Regions from separate parts of the Athene noctua genome. Here region 1 is linked to region 2. The links are chromatin contacts, called in public Hi-C maps. All regions are on one chromosome and are shown on one strand. The core of a region is the stretch at or near the end of the contact, and the rest is flanking DNA. Distances in the headings are between cores, read along the strand shown. Region 1 holds the start of OTUD4 (OTU deubiquitinase 4). Region 2 holds the start of MMAA (metabolism of cobalamin associated A).

What was found. Hi-C and Micro-C count contacts between places; a contact is called where the count stands out from the background.
Region 1: a contact with region 2 is called in a Hi-C map of liver, with 7 times the contacts expected there. The contact joins the promoter of OTUD4 here to the promoter of MMAA in region 2. A contact is called at or near these places in 2 of 2 Hi-C or Micro-C datasets (heart and liver).

The regions. Positions count from the first base shown.
Region 1 is chr4:35,878,545-35,884,705 of bAthNoc1.hap1.1, reverse strand. It overlaps OTUD4 (OTU deubiquitinase 4), which reads right to left and starts at 4,825. Exons shown (of 21, transcript XM_074905000.1): 1 at 4,633-4,825; 2 at 1-320.
Region 2 is chr4:35,746,752-35,752,836 of bAthNoc1.hap1.1, reverse strand. It overlaps MMAA (metabolism of cobalamin associated A), which reads left to right and starts at 3,850. Exons shown (of 7, transcript XM_074904995.1): 1 at 3,850-3,974.

The DNA.
Region 1 (6,161 bases), core at 3,576-6,075, 130 kb before region 2:
TGGTGGAGAATGGCTGCACCCCTCCTAGCCCCACATGGCAGGGTGAGCCCGCCGAGCAGCTCCGGGGAACGGCGGCGGGGGCAGGCGAGCGCCGGCCCCCCCCGGTAGCAGCAGCAGGAGGAGGAGGAAAAGCAGCCGGTCGCCCGTTAGTAACTCGCATGTGGGAAATCGCGGGGAGAAAACCGTCAAGTTTTACTCCGCGATCTGGACTTCCAGCTCTCTAAACGCCGCGGTGCTCAGGCGTCCGGAAAGGGCCGGGCAGCGGCGCTCCGAGCCCCGCTTCTCCCCAGGGGCGGCGATTCCCGGCGGCTTCCGCCGGCCTGCGGGGCGGAAAACAAAAGGGAAAGGACATGTGCGACCGCCGCCGGGCACCCGAGCGGAAAACAAGAAACGAAAAAAAAAAAAAAAAAAAGGCAGCAGCGTAACCTGGCGTTTATTTTCACTTTCAGCCCGGGCGCTTCTGGGAGCGGTAGTCCTGGAGGAGGAGGAGGAAGAGGGAGCCACCCCCGGCGCGGCCGCAGCGGCCCGGGGCGGGGGTGTGACACCCATTTTCGGGGTCTTGCCCCTTAGCCCCGCACCCAGTCTGGCTCATTTCACTCCGCTGTAGCTGTTTAGTTTTATAACTAACAGCGAGATGTCCAACACCTAATCCCTAGATACACGGGGTTTGTGATTTTAGTCTGGGGTTTGTTTGCTTTGGGTCCTCTCCCCTCCCCCCGATTAGATTTTAAAATTATTTTTTAAATCCATCCACTTGCAGGAAAGATGATGGAATTAAAACTGGGATAGTAAAAGGAGGCTTACATAAAAAGGGATAAAACCCCATAGCCACTCAATACTTTGCATACACTACTTTTTCTGTATATCACTCTTGATGGTAAGAGGCAACAAACATTTTTACTACAACTGCATGACTAAATTTTGCTTGGCATTGTAAACAGGCTTTAGAAGATTTTGGTGCACAAAACATGACAAGAGAAAGCTTTCCCAACTCATAAGGCTTTTTACCGAGGAGGGAGAGTTACAAAGCTCTCAGTAGCACTAGTGATAAGTAAAATGCTAACAGTTACTTAGCTTAAATGAACAAATTTAGATGCAAGAAGGAGAGGTGAAGACAGAAGGAATGACCCCCCCTGATTTTTACTTTCAGCCCAGGCAGGGCAGTGACTTGAGTCAAGATCTGTATACAACAGTAACTGACCAAATGATACAGGGGAAGCTAAGTCTAGTGCTCCAGCAGCTCTAGAATGAGATCAAACATTAAAAAAAAAAGAAAAAAGCAGGATCAAACCCCAGGTTTGCCAGAAAGGAGTTGGTATACTGGAAGCAAAAGCAAATTCCCAGTGATCTGTGTAGACAAGGAGAATAGAAACTGAAAGAAGTGAAAGTAAAGTCCTAACAACATTTAGAAAAGGGGAAACATAACCCCCATTTTTAAAAAGGTGTCCTGGTTCAGCTAGGATAGGGTTAGGTTTCCCCAGCAGAGAGAGAGGGGGAAGGGATCTCCAGCCGGGTTATTCATACCATGCTGGCGTCAGGTCCAGGGGCGGGAAACTTTTTACCTTGCTCTTTGGCGGGAACCTGTTTCCATGACCATTTAGCAGTATTTCTCTGTATATTGTTTGTCTTGTTCATTGTTATTATCATTGCTACTGTTGTTGTTCAGATTGTTTTATCACTCTGTTGTATTAAATTTCTTCTTATTTTAGCCCGGGTCTGTGCCTAACTTCCAGCCCGACCGGCTGAGGGTGGGGGAGGGGCAACAGCAACGTGCTCTCCGGTCCCGGCAGGGCTTAAACCTGCACAAAAGGGAAAAAAGGAAGACCCAGGGAACTACAGGCCAGTCAGTCTCACCTCTGTGCCTAGTAAGATCATAGAGCAGATCCTCCTGGAAACTCTGCTAGGGCACATGGAAAATACAGAGGTGACTGGTGACAGCCAACATGGCTTCACAAAGGGAAAATCATGCCTGAAGAACTTGGCGGCCCTGTGACAGGGTTACAGTGCTGGTGGATAAGGAAAGAGTGACTGACGTCATCTACCTGGACTTGTGCAAAGCATTTGACACTGTCCAACACAACATCCTTGTCTCTAAATTGGAGAGGCGTGGATTTGACGGATGGACCCCTCGGTGGATAAGAAATTGGCTGGATGGTCACACTCAAAGAGTTGCGGTCAGCACTCTCAGGTGGAGAGCAGTGACGACTGATGTTCCTCAGGGGTCGGGGTTGGAACTAGCACTGCTTAACACCTTTGTTGGCGACACCGACAGTGGGATCGAGTGCACCCTCTGCAAGTTTGGTGATGACACTGAGCTGTGTGGTGCGGTCGACAGGCTGAAGGGAAGGGATGTGCCATCCGGAGGGACCTGGACAGGTGGGCCCATGCAAACCTTATGGAGTTCAACAAGGCCAAGTGCAAGGTCCTGCCCATGGGTCACCAATACCCCCAAGCACAAATACAAGCTGGGCAAAGAGTGGATTGAGAGCAGCCCTGCGGAGAAGGACTCGGGGGTATTAGCAAATGGAAAACTGTGAGCCAGCAGTGTGCACTCACAGCCCAGAAAGCCAACTGTGTCCTGGGCTGCATCAAGAGAAGTGTGTCCCCTCAAGGGAGGGGATTCTCCCCCTCTGCTCTCATGAGACCCCCCCCCAGAGTGCTGTGTCCAGCTCTGGGGGCACCAACATCAGAAGGACACAGACCTGCTCAAGCAGGTCCAGAGAAGGCCACAAAGATGCTCAGGGGGTTGGAGCACCTCCCCTGTGAGGACAGGCTGAGAGTTGGGGGTGTTCAGCCTGGAGAAGAGAAGGCTCCGGGGAGACCTCAGAGCGGCCTGCCAGTACTGAAAGGGGCTACAGGAAAGGTGGGGAGGGACTCTTGATTGGAGAGTGTAGGGACAGGACAAGGGGTAATGGTTTTAAACTGAAAGCAGGCAGATTTGGATTAGATAAAAGGAAGAAATTCTTTCCTGTGAGGGTGGTGAGGCCCTGGCACAGGTTGCCCGGAGAAGCTGTGGCTGCCCCCTCCCTGGAAGGGTTCAAGGCCAGGTTGGACGGGGCTTTGGGCAACCTGGTCTAGTGGAAGGTGTCCCTGCCCACGGCAGGGGGGTTGGGACTAGAATGGTCTTTAAGGTCCCTTCCAACCAAACCATTCTATGACCTAAACCTCTAAGACAGAGAACTGGTTAAGCAGCATGGAGATGTTTAAGTAAAGAAGTGTGAGGTAAAAATACTAGCGAGGAGCTGGAGGGAAAGCTCAAACTTCTCACCAGAAGATGGGAAAGGTTATCTAACAAAACTGAACTACAAACAATTGCTGACACTGACTCAGATACCACATTCACTTAAACTCAGACTAGCAGAGTCCTGCATGGAGGTGCTGCTTCTGTAGATAAAAGCAATTTGGCAAGACACTTTTCAGACCTATCAATCTAGTACCCAGTTAAGAGTTTCTTTGGAATATTCCATTTTTCCTCACCCTATTTGTCACAGTTAAGAGACAGAAATATCCTCCAACATGTTTACAAATTTGTCTTCCCTCGTATTTAAGCCTTTTGTCATTGTGATTCTAAAGGTTGGTTAGGGGAAGGGCAAACACCTTTTGTCACATCTGCTCAATTCAAGAACGCCTGTACACACAAGGTCATCTAGTATGTGACAGAATGTAAATGTAGTTCTGATGAAGGGAATACACTGAGAAAATTAAATAATTGAAGTCATATAGTTATCAGTTTCTTAAAAGCCTGCTCTTTTAGCAACCGACTCCTAAAGTCAATCAAGCAATGGTGACCCAGATTAATTCTTCCAAATACTGCTATTCAAGAAGCAATCTGTTTCTAGAAAGGTGAAGTTCTCACTGAAGGTTATCTAGCCTGTAGTACACGCACAGTTTCTAAGGCAGAAGAAATGCCTCCACCAAAAGACACCTGAAATACCTCAACATTAAATGCTCTATCAAGATAAGAATGGCCAAACTATAACTCATGAGTTATTACAGATGTTCTAATTAGTAAGCTGGTTTATTAAAACTTCTAGCCGGCACTTTTACCACAAGCAGCAGCTCCAGCCACTAGTTCCTCCTCTGCACCAACCTCTCTTGCTCACACAATCTCTTCTTCTGCCTGTACATGAATCAGCTCAGGAAGCTGACTCAAGCTAAAAACAAAAAAAAACAAAACAAAAAAACCAAACAAACAACAAAAAAACCCCCACCACAACTTAATTTTTTAAAACCAAGATTAGTTTTGTGATTCAGTTGACGGCCGGCCTGTGCCAACACCTGGGCCGCAAAGGGGGAGGAGGGGCAGCGCGGCGGGCGGGGGGCTGCCTGTACTCATCCCACTGCAGCCTCGGCGGGAGGAGGCCGGCTCTCACCCAGCCTCACGCCCGTCCCTTCCCTCTTCACCAAAAGCCTCCTCTCAGCCCGCAAGCCTGGCCTGGGCGACCCGGCCCAGGCCAGGGCCGGGCACGGGGGCGGCCCCTGGGCCTGCAGCCCGGCGGAGGAACGGGCCCCACGAGGACACAGGGCCCTCCCGCCGCGGGCACTCAGGCCGCCGGGGCTGTGGGGCCGGACTCCCCGCCCGGAGAGGCCACGGCGCGGCGGGGCCCGCACCCTCCCCTCAGCCGCACTTACCGGCGGAGGGGCGGGCGGCCCCCTCCTTCTCTTCTCTTCTCCCCCTCCCGCCGAGCCACGGCAGCAGCAGCGACGCCGCCCCCTCCTCGCCTCGCCGCGGCCCCGGCACTTCAATCTCCCGCGGCGGCCGCTCCGCTCGCGTCGCTCCCCGATGATGCGGCCGCTGCCAGCCCCGTCCCGGTCTCGCCCTCCCGCCTCGCCACCCTCTCATCACTCTTCGGCGCTCCCCCTCCGCCCGCTATTGGTTTGTCCCACTGGCCACACCTGTGCGGGCTGCTGCGGCTCCTACCATTCTCCGCCCGGGGGAGGGAGGAAGGAGGCGGTGGGGGAAGAATACGGAGGTGCTGGAAGATGGAGGGTTGCGCGGGGTGTGTGTGTGTGTGGCGGGGCTGTTTCTCCGGACTTCGTCGCTGGACGGCTTTGAGGAGCCGGGTGGTGCCGAGGCGAGCGGCGGGTCGCCTCATGTCGCCACCCGCGGAGGGACGCAGTGGTACCGCCGGGGAACGTCTCCCTTCCCCCCGGCCACCCCACATGGCGTGAGGGTGAGGGTGAGGGTGAGGGTGAGGGTGAGGGTGAGGGTGAGGGTGAGGGTGAGGGTGAGGGTGAGGGTGAGGGTGAGGGTGAGGGTGAGGGTGAGGGTCAGGGTCAGGGTCAGGGTCAGGGTCAGGGTCCCTGCCCGCCCGCCCGCCCTCACACCTGCTGCCTAACAGCACCGCTGTCTCCAGCAGCACTTTAGCCTAGCTGTAGGCACCCCACTCCCCGCCCCGACTGTGGGATGCAACAGGAAAAACGTTTTTAAGAGTTTTTCTGACAGGTATTTTTTTGTAATGAGTTAACAGCCCGGAAGAACAAGTGTGGGACAGGAGAGAGGGAGTATCCGGCAATCGCTGTCCAGAGGAAAAATTGTTAAAACTCTGCCCTCGGTATGTGCGTGCTGTTACAGTGACAGTGTGTATTTTCATATCACATTGCTCTTTCTCAGAAATGCTATAACGGACGTGAAGAAATATGTAAAATGTCTGTAACTCAGGCGTGGGAAGGTTGCGAGAAGATTAAGTAAGTGTGTTGCAAATTAAAATATGGTGTTTTTTTCTTAATAAAATGCTTATTCAGTCTAGGAAGTCATCACTCAAACACATAATCAATCCAAAGTGTTTAGGGGGACCTAATAAAAAAAATACTTCAAGCTAGCTAGCATAAATATTAATAGTGGTGATAAAGCCTGATGCTTAAGGAGACGCAGTAAAAAAAAAAAAAAAAATAGAAACATGGTCTGGTTAAAAAAAAAGTATTTTTAGGTTGCCTATTTGCTTAGTAGTCCATTATGAGATTTTTGTCTTTGAATTGACCATTTTTGGTTGAAGTAGCATATGAGATTATATAAACTATTGGGCTTATCTGGTAAAGTGCAATTCAGTTCCCCTATTCTGTGCATGTTAAATCGAAGCTAGTATGTGAACAGTACTTTTGAAGACAGTAGGCTAAAATGCAATCCTGTGGAAGTCATTTATCCCTATATGTTCTTAGGT
Region 2 (6,085 bases), core at 2,601-5,100:
TGTTTTGGGGTCTGCATAGGGTTTTTTTGTTAGATGTTACTCTTTAACAAAAAGATCTTTATAGCCCAGTGTTTGGTATAAAATATGAGAAGCTTTTTTAAAAACAAAATCAAGATCCCTTCCCTTCAAGAAATTTCTCATTCCCCAAGTAACTCTGCTGTCTTAATATTTTGAATCTCCACTCACTCCAACTCTTTTGGAATAAGTAGGTACCAAAAGTCAGAAGCAGAAAGGGATGGTGGTGGGAAAGAGACACTTCAACAAAGGAGGCCTTCTTGAATACTTTTAATGCAACACTATCAATTTTTGCTTATCTCATCATTTTAGGTCATTTTTAAGATCTAATGGGCATGTAAGGCCTTTGTCAGACCTCCACTATTGGTGACTAAACATCCTTAATGAAGTACTCAGTATCTGTTTATCATGTTCTAGTATCAGTCTAGTTACCTGAGAAGGAAATAGCACTAGGAATATATTCTCCTGGAAGAAGCGGCTAACAAGGACAAAGAATGGTGTGTGTGTGTGCGCATATATATATATATATATATATATATGTAACACAACCTTGTATTTGGGCGTTTTGGGCGTTCCTCTGTTCATTTTTTTAAATGTTTCATCCACTGACAATTTGAATAGTCTGCCTCTGGCTGAACAGAGAGCTGACAGTTGGAGCACTTCTGGAAAATCTGAGTCTAGGCCAGGTGAGGGACATACAGGTAGATACAAATCTGGACAGAACTAGATACAGCTTTTGATGTCCTACTGCTGGTGTTTCTTTCCACAGTGCTGTGAGAAAGGCCATCTATCATGACTGATAGATTAGCTTTAATCAAATAAACAGCTGTTTGTTTCATGCTGAGAAGCTGAAATAGAATAGTTGATCAGAAAGAAAAACTTCAGTCATTCAGTCTGTCTCCTCCTCTACTAAAATTGCAGAACACCATATAAATACAGCTGAATCTGTTCTGAAAAGGATAAAGGATGCTGATGACCATGAGTCATCTGGGGTGGATACTGCAAATTTCTCTTCTTAGTTGCCAACAATAAAACATAAAGTCCTTTAACACAAATTTATGCAACAAGGCAACTCTTCGTACCTTTCATATGAAGTTTTCAGTTTGTTCCCCACATTGATACTCTGAATAGGTGTCTTAACACAGAAACAAAACTACTGGTTAAAATGTATGCTTTGTATTTTGTTTCTGGTTTAGGTGGGAAATAAGATGACAATTCCTATGTAAGCCCTATGTTATATGGAGATCCCTGACTTACTGCAGTGATCACAGTGAGGGCAACAGCAAAATTCTGACAGAAATTATCTGTAAAGGACTCCTAAATAGGATTACAGCCACTTGCTGCTAATCTTCTCTGAGTAACTCTCCAAACCAAAACCGAGATGGACTACATGCTGGCAGGTGTGATTCTTTTATTTTACTTTCTGAAACCTACTCAATGCACACTGAATAAATGTTCAATGCGTTTAAGTTCCTCCGGTTGCTAAAATTCTGCCGGGTAGATTTACGATTGTGATGAAGTAATACTCAATTCCTCTGTGTTCAGAATTGATCCAAGCTGTGTGACAAAAATACATAGCGCTAGCTTCCCCTTCTGGCCAAAAGCAGGAAGTCATCCTGAAGGAGAGAGTCACACGAAATATTTCTCAATTTTATTTCTATGTGCTGAAGATAAACACTAGTTTTCAGAGAGCAAATTAATGCTTAATTGCCACTGGGGGAGGCGGAGCAAGTGCTGGTGAAACATCTTCTCGCAACGTAATATAATGATGTGTCAAGATGGGGTCACTGTTGGAACATAAAATTCTTTTCTAAACATGGGCCTAATTTGGAAAGCAATTAGATAAAAATCCCAATTTTTGGACAGAAAGATTGCCAGTGTCCCTTCTAGACTGCTATTAGCTTGTGCTAGTAAGAAATATTTTACTGCTTTTCATATTCTGTATAGTGATTTTTTCCCTATGCAGCTGCATCAGTTATGATTGTAACTTTTTTTTGCTTAGTTTGGGGTATTTCTGCTTGCCTTTTTGTCTTATTTAAAGATTCTTCTTTCATTTTAATTCTGTGGCACAATATTTTGTAGCATTAGCATAAGCTTTGTAAACATAAGGTGTACTAGCACTAAGGTGTTTCTTTTGTGGTATAAACAACAATACACAATGTGATCTAACATGCTTCTTGACAAGCCCTTTTTAAGTTAGCTTGATGGCCTTTTAGAATGCTGTATTACTACATTTCTGGATGAGTTGCTAAGATGGTATGTTATATGAGCAGAATCTTTGTCGTTTTCACTCCCATCTGCTACAGCTGCCTGGAAAAATGGGACATTTAAATCACTAAACAATTTTGCATTATAAGAAGACCAGAGTCTTGCTTTTGTGGGCATGCTGGAGAGTCAGCATGCAAACACAACACGCATGCACATGCATACCTACCAGAGAAACAGAAACTTCCAGGGGCATAAATGATAGCCTTGTGTTTAGGTAGACTGCAGGAAACGGGCTTCCCTGTTCATACCAAACTGGAAACACTTAGGTTTTTCTGTTATCTCAGTCTTGAATCCTGATTATCAGATTTATCCTGGGCTTGGTCTTCCTCTTCATTTTGGCTGTGTCATCCTGGAACCGAAAATGTGTCTTGATGTGTTTTGCCGCAATGTTATATTCCTATGAACAATTCTACCCACTATCTCACTTCCACCAATTGTGGTTTCCACCTGCTTGTGAGGCACTCAGTGCAGGGATGTTGAGACAAAGACCTCTGAGCACTGATGCTGTTGGAGATGCAGGGAAAAACATTTGGTGCATGAAAGATTATGTCTTTACCCTTCATGTTCGTCTACAAGGGTAAACTGAGTTATGCATTCATCATTCGTTCCTTGTCCCGGTGTATGCTTCACCTTGTGAACTAAAGTATTTGCTTTTTGGTGTATAAGATTGTGCTAATTTCATGCCAGCCTAATAAATCTTTAGGACACTGGGGTGGGGGAAAGAAGGATTGTGTTTAGTCACCTGAAAGTGCCAGTCCTCTGCTCCCATTTTTGTCAACTCCTACAGAACTTAGAAGTTGCAGCCAATGAAGCCTTTCCTTAAGCAGAAAGACTGTATTATACTTCTTATGTTTACTGATATACTTGCTATGGTTTCATTGCTGTATTGCAAATAATCAGGAGGTGGCAATTAATGATTTCCCTTTCAGCTGTACAGTAATGGACTACATGAGAAATATTTTGATATCATGAGTCATTGGTGGCCATGGAGACAAATATACTCTTTAAGCCAAGCTTTTAAATACTTTCTGAATTGAAGGAAAAATTAGTATTTTACTGGCAAGTGACTTGCCCTTCCAGGTTTATAATTTTAACAACAAATCAGTCTTGGAGAACATTATTTAACTTGCTTTTACAACCAGTAGTCTATATGAATAATGTTTGGGGGGTTTTGCCTATATAGTAATTTTATTTTTATTTTCTCAGAAATGCAAACGTTTACAGAAAAGGTAATTGCTTTTATAAGAAAATGTTTTTTATCTGTCCCCTTTATATGTCATTTTATATCAGGCAGTTCATCATGAACAATTACAAAATATGTGCATAAGCAGTAGAAAACTTTCCTGTAATGGTTGATGTCATTTCTCACTAATAGCTCAGTTCATACCTACAAGAAAATGTTGAAGTCACTGATGTAAGGTTTTGTGAAGAAACTTCAACTCCCTTGTTTATAAAAATGTTGCACAAATACAAACCATAGTTCTTCAAGATGAATTTTTCCTCTTCTTTCCTCAGATGTTCTCTTGTAGGTCTCAGTCAAATCTCAAAAGAACAAATTTCTTTTTCCAGGTTCTCAGACAGCTCTAACAGCTCTGACCACCTTATGGCTCCTCACCAGCACGAGTACAGTGAATCTGCTCAGCTGCTGAAGTCGTCCCCTCTTTGTAGGTTGCTGAACCCTGGAAGCTGTGGTAAGGCTTTTGTCTCCAGACCTAGCCAGGGAGTTGACTTGCTGCTCTGTCCTGGCCTTTGTAGTAAAACCTTTGAATGCCCAAATGCCCTGATGCAGCAAGCACCTGTTTATGTAGCTGTTAATGAGCCTTTGGGGAGACTTGCTGCTTTCATGATGTTTCCTTGCCTGAGTCACAAATGCAAAACCTGAGGCCTGGGCTCATGTTGCATTTAAATGGGCAAACTTTCAGCTGTGAATATGCTTCCTATTATTTTTATTTCAGGTGTCCAACTGTAAGATGGGGCAGAAGGAATATTTTGACTGAGTAAAGGAATATTTTGTCTAAAACTGTTCTTAAAAGGCTAGTGCCCTTTACAGAAAATAAGGCTGTAATTAGTAGTTACCTTGCTTAGCATCACGCTGCAAAGAGGAGATTGGTTCAGTCATCTCTGCTTGTGTGAAAACTGAAATGAATTGAGGGGTGTCCTCTGAAATAAAGGACAAATGGTCATTCAGTCGCCACTATATTTTCAGTTTGTACTGTGGTAGGGACTGTAGTTATTCTGTAACTTGGGTAAACCTGATAGACAGGTAGGATTTAACCCTCACCACAGACTGACACTTGTTTGTAACTCCAGTCAGCTGTTGCAGGTTGCAATGGAGAAGACCTCTCGTTTCTCCTGTCAGCTGGGAGGAGTGGGTTGGTTCATAGCCACAAAAGGGGAAGCACTGTGATGCTGGATCATGGGGGCACGGGGACAGGTAGGTAGTGTTTGCAGAATGGACCCTTATGGATTTTGGATGCTGAACTTCAATCTCTATTATGTCAGCCAAAATTTCTACTGTAGTTTAAGGAACGATGGGCACATGCTTCACTGGGTAAAAAACTGGCTGGATGGCTGGGCCCAAAGAGTTGTGATGAATGGAGTTAAATCCAGTTGGCGGCCAGTCACGAGTGGTGTCCCCCAGGGCTCGGTTTCGGGGCCACAAAGTTTAACATCTTTATTGATGATCTAGATGAGGGGATTGAGTGCACCCTCAGTCAGTTTGCAGATGACACCCAGTTGGGTGGGAGTGTTGATCTGCTCGAGGGTAGGGAGGCTCTGCAGAGAGACCTGGACAGGCTGGAGCCATGGGCTGAGCCCAACTGGAGGAGTTTCAATAAGGCCAAATGCCGGGGGCTGCCCTTGGGCCACAACAACCCCCAGCAGCGCTACAGGCTTGGGGAGGAGTGGCTGGAGAGCTGCCAGTCAGAGAGGGACCTGGGGGGATGATTGACAGCCGGCTGAACAGGAGCCAGCAGTGTGCCCAGGGGGCCAAGAAGGCCAATGGCATCCTGGCTTGTGTCAGCAATAGCGTGGCCAGCAGGGACAGGGAAGGGATCTTACCCCTGTACTCGGCACTGGTGAGGCCGCACTTCGATTCCTGTGTTCAGTTTTGGGCGCCTCACCCCAAAAAGGCCGTTGAATGACTTGAGCGTGTCCAGAGAAGGGCAATGATGCTGGTGCAGGGTCTGGAGCACAGGTCGTACGGGGAGCGGCTGAGGGAACTGGGGGGGTTTAGTCTGGAGAAGAGGAGGCTGAGGGGAGACCTCCTGGCCCTCTACAGCTCCCTGAAAGGACGTTGCAGAGAGCTGGGGATGGGTCTCTTGAGCCAAGTAACAAGTGATAGGACAAGAGGTAACAGCCTCAAGTTGCACCATTAGACTGGCTCTGAGGAAGTATTTATTTGCAGAAGGGGTTGTTGGGCGTTGGAATGGGCTGCCCAGGGCAGGGGGGGAGTCCCCATCCCTGGAGGGGTTGAAGAGTCAGGTTGACCCAGCGCTGACGGATCTGGTGGAGTTGGGAACAGTCAGGGTGAGGTTCATGGTTGGACTGGAGGATCTTCAAGGTCTTTTCCAACCTAGATGATTCTGGGATTCTGTGAACATCTTGGGTTTTTTTCATGGACTGCTTGTAATAGCAATAAAACCACTAATCTAGTTGCAGTCATACTAACCAAGACCATGCATTTGCAAGTGAGCAGACTGTTACATGCAGAATGCAGAAACGTTGGAGGAAGAGAGTGAAGACAACCAGGTGCTACACTGCAAGTTCAATGTGAGTAGTAAGTGTAGGGATTGCCATTTAA